2 separate regions of the Oryzias latipes genome follow, and region 1 is linked to region 2. Evidence: chromatin contacts called from public Hi-C data. All regions are on one chromosome and are shown on one strand. Each heading gives the region's core, a stretch centred on a gene start, on an enhancer-like site or on the middle of the called end of the contact. The rest is flanking DNA. Distances are from core to core; before and after follow the strand shown. Region 1 overlaps crim1 (cysteine-rich motor neuron 1 protein). Region 2 overlaps fmn1 (formin-1).

Region 1 (5,559 bases), core at 1,673-4,172, 65 kb before region 2:
ACTTCGAAGGTGAAGTAAGACATACATGTCTGAGGATAAGAAGGGTTTTCATAGATGAAAACCCATGGGGCAACACTTTGACTTACTGTTTGAGTCCAAATTAAAAACAAAAGTAACTGACACCAGGTTAGTTCTTCAGATAACACACATAAGTGAGGTCCTAGTGACTCCAATAATACCTTTTCAGCAGAATTAAACTTACTCTCACTTAAGCTTAAACCTTCTTTTCCCTTTTTTGTTAATTTTAATGTAACTCTAGTGCGTTTTTATAAACATAATTTATTTTTCCATTTGAGACAAAACAGCTCTCATTTTTGAAAAAAGGCAGCAGGGGCAGCTAACTTCTTATTCAGCCAAAATGGTGACTACCACAAAGTTTTCAAAAACATGAAAAACAGGTCCAACTCATTTTAGAGGGATTTGGAGTTGAGACTGGGACTGAACTGGGACTGAACAAGTCCCAGACACTCGGGTACTTGAGGTATGAGCCTTGAGGTATGGGGTTCCATTTTTGCAAAAAATGCTTAATTGACCACTGTTGATGTTCTTGGTCCCTTGTTTCTGCCAGGGTTTGGTACTTGTGAACATGTTTTGTTCTCGTTTTTAAGCTCCATGACTGCTGGAGTTCACTGTCAAGTCTAAAAATAAAAGCTGTCTTTATGATATTTTTTTTGCATTGCAAATGCAGGAATACAAAAAGCCTGTAATTCTGCGCCCACAAGTTGTTTAAACGCAGTAAAGGCAATTTGTAACAGTAAATATTTATATTAGCTATTTTTATAACAAACTGAGACTAAACCTAAATGGGAAGACTCCTGACTTAACCTTGCAAAAAAAGACTTTTGAGTGTCTTTGTCTCACATAAATCAGTATTTGTTGCACATGCTGGCAAGTCTACAAAGATAAGTATGTTTTTTTTCTATCTATAAAGTACTCTCCTTTCAATGCCTCTTTCTTTTTTCAGAGCCAACTTATGAAACCGTGAGCCCGATTCTCTGCCCTCCCTTGCAAAACTGCTCCCTGTCAGTGAACGACTGTCCTTATGGCTTCTATCAGGATGTAAACGGGTGTCTCCTTTGCCAGTGTCTCAACAGTAAGTCTGTCTTTTTTAATTCCATCCAGAATTTTTTGGGAATAAATTTTTTATTTACCTTGTTTCATTGACTTCATGATAGGTTATGTTCACGATGAGAGTCCCTTTCTGTTAACTTTTTCAGATGACTCCTGCCCAGACCTGGGAAGACACTGCTCTCTCCAGTGCCCACTGGGATTTGAGAAGGATGACTTTGGCTGTGAGGTGTGTGATTGCGTCACTCCGATGCCCAAGTGCCGACCTCTGACCTGCACAAAGACCTGCCCATATGGATATGTGTACGTAAACCAGCCTCCATACATTTAATTATTGAAAAAAATAAATCCATACCACGATAGAAATTACAGTAAATTTGATTACACCACACAACCAGCGCCTATTTGTGAACTTTTGCTACTATTGTTTGAATGTCAGGATCATATACTTTACAGTGTGTAAGGCTATGTTTGCGTGTGAGCTACTGTGAGGTCCACATACGCATCTCAGCCCCCCCCCATCACCTCCTTTCCCCTGAAACCCATTTAAGCCCATTTAAACCAATCAAACATCTGGAAGCTCTTTGTGCCGGGACGCTTTCGCCATTCTCATTTTATAAATCATCTTCCCGTCTCATAACAACGATCAAAAACCTATCAGGACAAAAGGGGCCTTCGTGGAACATATACAGTCAACCTTTTGATGTATTAACCTGAGCTATGGCTTAAGATGAGCTTGGTATGTCTGCAGAGGATGAGGAAGATCCGGTGTCTGTTGGGGGGAAGGGGATCAGGAAGTCTTGGTTTTATCCTTCATAAGCAGCTGTCAGAAGTTTGAATCGCTGCACGCTGCAGAGCGTAGATCCGTTGTCTCTCACACGAGGCCACAATGGAAAGAGTGAATGATTTCTGTTTATTCAGGAGACATTAATCACATGCAGCTAGTGCTGTAATACACAGATTAAACATAATTTTTTCGGAAAAGTCCTGAAGCACATGTTTACTTCTCTTGTATTACAGTTTAGAAAAATAATAGCAATAAGGGAATTCCTACAGCAGAATCTCAATTTTTCTGTCATCCATAATCAGAATTTTGTTTTTAACTGTTTATGTCAAGAAGGGCATTTTTCTAATCATCACAGCTGCACCACACTGGAAAAAGTGCAGTGCCAGCGGTCCCTGGCCAGGGGCCTCGCTGTCTTCCTAAGCCTTTCTATATCCCCCTGGAGCCCAAAGTGCTGCTTGACATTCCTCACACTATCTTTGAACAAAAGCTCTGATCTAAGGTCAACGGACAGTATTTCTACAGCGATGCACAGTTTCCATACCTGTGAGAGTCTCAACGTATTGCACCATAACAGAGAGCTTTTCTCTAAAAATAGGAACAGAATCATGTTTTGTTTTATGACTAAAGGGCAGAAGTGGAGGAAAGACCTAATAGATAAATGCAAGAGCTATCATTGAAAGTGAGGACACATCTTTCTTCTTGCCATCTTCTCACAGGGCCTCACACGTGGGCCTGTTTTGATTTTGGCAGGCGATGATTGATAAAGTAATTAACCTGGGCTAATGAGGCCTAAGGATGAAATAGAGATCATCACTTTTCTGCAGGAAAAAAAAAAAAGCAGAGCGGAAGGCTTAGTGACGGAGGGGAAAAAAATGAGGCAAGCAATGAAACAGAGGAAGTCCAGAATGAGAGCCGGGTAGGTGCGGCTCCTTCTTTCATCTCCGTTTTGACAATTCATCAACCTGCTAGTCCGTCTTTTATTAGGCGGATAATTGAACCCAACTGTCCAGTTTCCACATTCTGCACTTTGAGACACTCTTCTCCCTGCGTGCGAGCTTGTTCCTTTAACTTTGCCGTCTCAGGTTTCCCTCCTGCTCAGTTTGAGGAGGTTTACAGCTGCCAGCTTGCATCAGAAGCCTCAATATTATTAACAAGCCCTTATTGTCAATGCTAGTCTTCAGAAGGCCACAGCTCACTTATGCCTTTATAGGTTTGCCTGAGGCTTTTGGGCCAATAAAGATGGCAGCAGGTTGAATTAAAAGCATGTGAATTAACTATAGTCTGCCTCTTTAAGTCTTTAAGGTTGGTATGATGAGCAAACCACAGGGATCTCACATGTAGGCCTTTTATTTGCCTTACTTCAAAGGCAGTTAATATGGAAGAAAGAAAACCTGTCCAGATGTTGATTACTTGAGCATCTGGGTTTTGCAGAATTTGAAGTGGTACTGGATGCTCTTTGAAATTCAGTGACGGCAGGTATTGTTTACTTCCTTGGATGATGGAAAATGTTTGCCTGTCTTTCCCCCTGCAGGAGGAACAAACACGGCTGTGAGATGTGTCGCTGTGTCAAGTGTCCGCCCTTTACCTGTGACAAGCACTGCAATAACGGCTACCGGCAGAACAGAAAGGGCTGCTCTGTGTGCATGTGCAAAGGTGAGAGTACATCATTGCTTCTACTACCTTTTTTAAAGTCCCACTCCGATCATCTTTTGATGTATTGTAATAGCGTTCCCAGTAATCTTTTATTTTTGATTATGCTGTTTTTAGCCAAAATTCAAAAACTTGTCATTTTCTAGGCCATAGTTTCTGCAGTAGTTTTTTAGAAAATCGCCTCTGAGTTGTGGGAAGCCCCACACCACCTCCCCTCCCCATAGCTGACAGCTATGTGTTTACACACTCTCCTAACAGCTAACAGCCCCTCACACCTCCGACCTAACATTACTGGTGTAACAAAAACGGTGAGCAATATTGGAGCTATCCAGCCGTTCAGTTTTGAGCCAGATTCCAGCTCAGACGAGGAAAAGAAAGACGTACATCGATTTATTTGTCTGTGAAGAAGGGAGCTTGTGGCCCCACCCAGTGTATTTTCTGCAAAACAGATATGCTCTTTTTCAAACAGCAATTTTATCATCTGCTCTTAATTCACAACGACTTGATCAAACAAATACTAAGAAATACAAATTTAATCTTAATTTTCTTTATATATGACTTCCATCATCAGAAAAATGCTACAAAAACATGTTAAAAACGCAGTTTTCATCTAAGTGGGTCTTTAAGGAAAGTACAACTCTGCAAAGTTATTGGATTGCCTTTGCTCCTCCTTACATCTTAGGTAAACATTTACACAGATGAATGGGGTGCATTTTATCCCAGTTTTATATTATCATTACAGTATATAGTCTACACTAAGTTGCTCTTATATTAGTTATTTAATGAATAATAAGTTATTTTGGAGCACAGGACACACTGAGAAGTCACACAGCAGTGACCTTTTGATCCTGCAGTGGAAGCTCTTATTCTAAATGATCCATTGCTCCTGTGCTGGTGGTTTTATGTGTGCTCGTTTTGTTCCTGTTGTTGTTTACTTTAATGCTGGGGAATGTGTGTAACTTTAATTAGATTCCTGCCGTGCATGAGTTTAAAGCTTGCATACAGAGGCCAAATTTATGCCCAGCCACATTAAGGGATGTTTACTCTGCCAGGTATTATAAATATTTGAGCCTGATACAGTTCTCCTTCATGAAAAGGTTATGTGTGCACTCAGAGCCTCCTTTCCACAAACACTGATAAAGCTAACACCCAATGGACAGTTGATGGGATTTTTTAAATCAGATTTTTTTTAAGGTGCATGGGAAAATATCTTTATTTTGGAAATGTTTTTATGCTGTACAGTTGAGTGGACTTGTCTTTGTTCTGGATTTCTTTAAGCTTTAAAGTAGTGCTGTGACAACTTAGTAAGTTTGGCTTTTAATAAGGTCCCTGGGTGCAGTCAAAGTGTTTAGGAAAGTCCCTCACTTCGTGAAATGACCCAGAAGTATCTAAGTGACAGCCATGAGAAAGCTGGTTGAAATCTCCCAAACAAAGGAGTTTGATATTTTTTGTTTTTAAGTTTGACTGCAGGTTCTCTGTTTTTGTCTTCCTTTCTTGGACCTCATTATGGTTCCTGTCAGAGTCAATGAACAGTGAAAAGATACAAATGGTTTCATTTTTCTCTCTATTGTTATTGCACTGCAAGCTTTGTGTCTGACCACTAACCTGTTTTAATACATTCATAATTAAACTGGTGTTTATCTTAAGGCCACTACGTACATTGTGCACATTTAATCAATCAATCAATTTATTATTTGTATAGCACTTATAAAAGCAGAGGCAGCGAAAGTGCTAAACATAAAATCAGAAACAATATGATACAATTAAGAAACAATAAAATCAATAAAACAATAAAACAACAATAAAAGAATAAAATTAAAATTAATAAAATTAACAAGCATTGCCCACTTATGAAATTTTGGTCTTTCACAATAAATGCATAATTTACGTAACTCATAAGTTTTTTTTGGGTTCATTAATGTGCGCAGAACTCCGTTGACGGTTTGGGCTGACGGGTCTTTAGGTAAATTCCGTTTTGAGCTGCTCGTAATTTTTGGTCAGTTGAGAATTTTGCAGTTTATGCATATTTTGCGTAATTATATGCAATTATTGCG
Region 2 (4,991 bases), core at 1,215-3,714:
AAGTTTTTATTCTTCCTTGATGAGGTTTGCGGTCTCACGACTGCATTTACTTATTCTATCTACTTATTCCTATCCACATTTACATTTCTACTGCAGGTGTGCATAAAGAATCCTATAATGGAACTATTACTGACATGTAGCTTTACAATTCATTTAGTTAAAACAAGCATAAAAACGACAATATTTTTACAGTGTCTAAGGAAAAGTCACTTTAAAGTTTATGAAAGGAAGATTACATCCATGCAATAAACACATGTTTATTTTATTTATTTATATCTACAACTGGTTTGTCATCACAGTAATGATTTATGTTTCAAAGCTGGAAGATTTCTTTTAAATGACAGCCCTGGAAAATATGGGAAGTAAAAGTTTGATGCAGAAGTTCAAAAACTAATTAAAAAACAAAAATATAGGTTAACCCAGAAAATCAAATATTTAAAATGTACTAATAAGAAAAAAGTTTTAGAATGAAATTCATCAACTTAATTTATGACACTTGTATGTCCCCATGGAAAATCCCAGCAGTTTGCACATTTCAAATTAAAATTAAGTTTAGACAACAGCGCTGGCCGGCACTGTGTTTCATCCTCTACTCTATGGGCGTCTGAGTGAGGCAGATGTGTATGCGGTTTGCGGATAGTTTTTCAATGTCGTGCCAAATGATCCAACTCACACAAACTTAGAGGAAACAGACGTGACTGAGTGAGTTCCAGCCGAACCTCTTCCCATTTCCTCTCAACTGTTAGCCCGGCTTACTATACACACAGGCGCCTGCTGAAAGAACTCTGGCACAATCCACCAACCTGTAAGTCATTAATGGCTGCTATAAATACCTCCACTTGCTTATGACTGCATAGCTAAATACTTCTGCAAAAGAACAAGAGCATTAACAGGTCTGGCTGCGGTCTCACTTTGCTCCGCCGCCACCGCTTTCTGGGGGGAGTTTGGCTCTCTTGTGTTTGCATGTGTTGCCGTTACACCTGCAATGCTGGAAATCTGGTCATTACAGCCTTTATTTATGAGATGTCTTGATAAAATTGAGAGGAGGCACAACACGCAACCATCAACAGACTACTTACAGCTGTAGAGAGACTTGCATTTTAAGGTGATCTCTTTAGCCAAAGATTACTTAAAAAATAAATAAATAAAAAACTACAAATGTTACCCATAATATTCTGTTTGGAGATGGAAAAAATCATTACCAGAAATCCCCCAACTCGAAAGGACCCATTAAAAAAACGTGTTCAAAACAGCAAGTCTACAATTTAAAGGCGGCGAGCTTCCAAATGTGGTCCAGACAGCAAAGGCCGCAAAGAGGAAGCCCACAAAAACAAAGCAGCTGCAAAGAATCAAACTCAAAGCTCGACTTTGAGACATTGTCTGAAAGTGACAATAACTTTTTATTTTTTGGAAACCTGTGTATTCAAAGGGAAGTTTCTTCTCCAAGTAACACAAGTGATGCCATCAGGCTAGACAGAATCCTTCAGTCATCAGGGGCCTTAATTTGAGTTTTATTTTCTTCTTAACAATGAAGCATGGTGATAGGTGTTTTTATTTTATCTGAAATAATTTCAATTATTCCTAATAATATAAAGACCTTTAGCTTCTCTTACTGAGTGATCAAAAAAATCCTGTCAGCAAGGCCAGCCAAAGAGTTGTCTCAGCTGGGAAATCTACAACCTAACCGAAGCTCTCCTCCCTCATTTTTGTCTGCGTAAATGAAAATGAGGAGAGCTTGTCTCATAGTTTTTATTTTATTTTTTATTGTTTAGACGAGAGAACACATTTATTCATACACATATAAAATGTGCTGTTTCATGGTGACTTTCAGCTCAAATTAATGGCATTTTTCAGTACAGTCCTCTAAATATTTAGAGATGTCCAGTTGAGATTAAGACGCGACCTTTGCTTGGGCGATCAATCCTGTAAAGTCTTTAAAAAATAAAAAATAAAACGTTTTTTCCTTGCATTCGGTGGTGGAAGTGACAGAACCTGGGTGCTGGCTTCACACGGCTGCTTTGAGTGGAGCCTCTGTCGTAAAACAGACCTCAGGCTAAGGGGCCTGACTGAACCTGACATTAAAGGCCATTTAAAATCAGGACACTGTCTGATTTGCCATAGTGATGAATGCATAACCCCGGCCAAGCCTTCTGTGAAACACTAAACTCCCCTGAGCAGCAAATGAGCTCTGACTGTTCCTTTTTATTTGATACTATTTCATTCAGTTGCATCCCTGCCTACATGTCAGGTCCAATTACGTGGCAGTTAAAGGAATCTTTGAAAGTAATCACCAGTCTGAACGGCTAAAAAGTGTCGGCTACTGGGGAACTTAAAAAAGGTCTGTTGTATAGACTTTGGTATAAACTTAGCTATTTGTCTGAATGTAGAAACCTACAGTAGGTCCTCGTGGCCTCTCACTCATCCCTCTCCCTTGAGTGGAGCCCAGAAAGAGGTCATCACCCTCTCCCCAAACAGGAAGCCTCATCAAAAGAGGATCGTGTTTCGTCAGTCCCCAGTGAAGATGGGGGCAGCGAGGCAGACGACGGCACATCCAGGAGCATCACTACAGACAGTGAATCAAATTTTCTGCTCAAAGTCCGTTTGGAGACCTGAATGCTGTGATGCACACAGGGAAACGCTCTTTTCTGCTGAATGAAGGACAGGATTGCACAGACAGAGATGTGTTTCTTACTATCAGTAATAAGTCTCCTGACCTTTGACCCTAGTCTGTGGGGGGAAGACACCGCCGATCACTGCAGTCGCCACCTCAGGATCAGGTGAGGGGCAGGCCGCTCAGCTTGCCAAAGTCAAACAGTGCGTGTAAACCAAAATGTGATTTAGTGTTAGCTTCTCAGTGTCAGACAGCGTTCATGTAGCGGGTGGAGGTGATCTGTGTTAGCTTTATAATTAAGAACAGTTGCATTCTTTAGGCTGGTTTATAATAGCCAGGCATAAATATTTATTTCTGGCGGATGGAGAGGATAAAAATGGTCGGAGTCATAGGTGGAGCTCCCCTAACACCCAGACCTGCGCTAGCCTTCTGACGCTAATACCCCCGAGGACTACTGTGCCAGACTGCGCTGCAGCAGAGATCAAATACGAGGGCCCTTATGTTACATTTATTGTCTTCAAGTCTTCCATTTTTCCTAATAAATGAGTGACAGCTTGAGGTGGGTCTGGGCTCCTTAGCAGGCTCTTTGTATTTTTCCCTCGGGTCAGAGAAAAGAGCCTTTTAACAGCAATGTGGAGCATATCTAATTGCTTTCATATGCCGTATTATTGCTTGATTTAAATAACCACAGACACCCAGGGAGTGGGGTGCATCGCCTTTAACCCTGAATGGACCTCGCCAAGACTAAGTGGCTGCCAGGCGAGACCACTGTGTGGCTAGGCACCAACCACCAGAATATATATTTTTTATTTATCCCAAAAATTTTAATACAGCTATACATAAAAAAAGTATTTATCTACTTTTGTGATGACAAAGCAGTCAAGGTAACATTTTTGGGACCTCAAAAGTTGCTGCAGGAGATCAGAGGCCCACATGACGAAATCTGTCAGAAGGGGTTCGGCTAAAGTCCACGGTAAGTACATTTACGTTTTCGAACTGATCTGGTGAAGGATGGTTATGTTTACCATCACCCTGACTGATTAAAACTGAAATAAATATGTCCACAGCAGTAAAAAACCAATGGAGTGACATATCTGAGTCTTGATGGATGCAACAAAGGTCAAGTCCTACCAGTTAGATCTCTCTTCAGTTTTCGGACGTCTTTGGCGAGGTCATCAAACTTGACCTGAGCAGCTTGAAAGAAGTTTTGAGGCTCAGGCAGAGGGAACACACTCTTTTCTGTACCAGCATGCTATAAAAAAGCAAACAAGAAAACAGCTCATAAATGTGCCTGAACAAAAGAAAAAATTAGCTTTCTGATTTCATCGATTTGATTGACCTTGTCAAAATTACGTAGGTAGTATAGAACCACGTAATCCACCAGGTTGATGTGATTGTCCTGAGGAAAGTTTAATAGACAAACAAGATAACAGTTAAAGCCTAAAGTTAATATTTATTTCACCATTTTGGTACTTTGGTAAGCTTTTGGGAAATATTTACCCTGCTCTTGACATCTTTTAGCTTAGGGAGGATCTCAAGTCCAAAGCCATCAGCCTGACCTCTGGTCCGGTTACCTCCATTCATGTAGTTCCCAAAGGCCAGAACAAGACCCATTACATCCTGTAAGGCGTTACACTCCAGTAGGTCCTGCCAAAGAAACCCACGCACAAAGATTTTTGGGTTAAAAACATGGTTATGATGATTTTGAAGCCGTGTTTGTTGATGACCTTACTTTGCAGACACTAGAGATAATCTCCACCTTGCGATGTAAAGAGGAGATAGTGTCAAGAAATACCGACTGGAAGATGATACAATGGGCCCGGCCAGCAAAGTTAGGAATCTGGGAGAGCTCATAGAGAAACCTGGAAAACAAAAAGTGGAGGAGGGTTGGACGGAGGAGGAATGGGGTGTGATGTGTTATGACAGAATTAAACAAAACGTCTAACAGGAAGAACTATTTCAGGGCTTTGGCAGGCCGAGCTTCCCCACGGAGGCTGCCTGAGTCAATGTTGCTTTACACAGAGAGGCAGGCAGCTGATAGTCATGAGCAGTGCTGCTCGGCTAGGTTTGAAAAGTCCATGGGGTCGGGTGGAGGGAAAGCAGCGAGCGGCGCACGGAGACTGATCAAAGGTAGCTCTGGCCTGATGCGGGACGACTTGTGTAAACAGTGCCGTGTCGGAGGGGAGTGGAGCGGTAACATCCTGCGTGATTAGCCCCTGCTGATGGAGGCAGACACTGAGTAAAGATGACTCAGGCAGCTCTAGTGACAGCTCTGGTCAAACATGGAAATAGGAAGGCCAGGCTAAGCGGCACCGCTGGGTCCAAGCCTCGATAAGTGACCTGCACTATCGAGGCCCCGCAGCAACATCCATTAATGCGT

Evidence for each region. A called contact is a pair of places that touch in the nucleus more often than the background predicts.
Region 1: a contact with region 2 is called in a Hi-C map of fibroblasts, with 1.7 times the contacts expected there. The contact joins two enhancer-like sites. A contact is called at or near these places in 2 of 5 Hi-C or Micro-C datasets (fibroblasts and gastrula embryo).

The regions. Positions count from the first base shown.
Region 1 is chr22:14,409,049-14,414,607 of ASM223467v1, reverse strand. crim1 (cysteine-rich motor neuron 1 protein) reads left to right here. Exons shown (of 15, transcript XM_023951833.1): 7 at 965-1,093; 8 at 1,218-1,371; 9 at 3,387-3,508. Among protein-coding and RNA genes, the nearest start is that of crim1, 21 kb to the left of the region's middle. Within about 2 kb of position 2,922, at least 1 of the 8 cell types and tissues checked has an H3K27ac peak or open chromatin away from gene starts, as enhancers often do.
Region 2 is chr22:14,343,719-14,348,709 of ASM223467v1, reverse strand. It overlaps fmn1 (formin-1), which reads right to left. Exons shown (of 19, transcript XM_023951602.1): 11 at 4,344-4,473; 12 at 4,112-4,258; 13 at 3,951-4,010; 14 at 3,743-3,863. Among protein-coding and RNA genes, the nearest start is that of LOC101170135, 16 kb to the left of the region's middle. Within about 2 kb of position 2,464, at least 1 of the 8 cell types and tissues checked has an H3K27ac peak or open chromatin away from gene starts, as enhancers often do.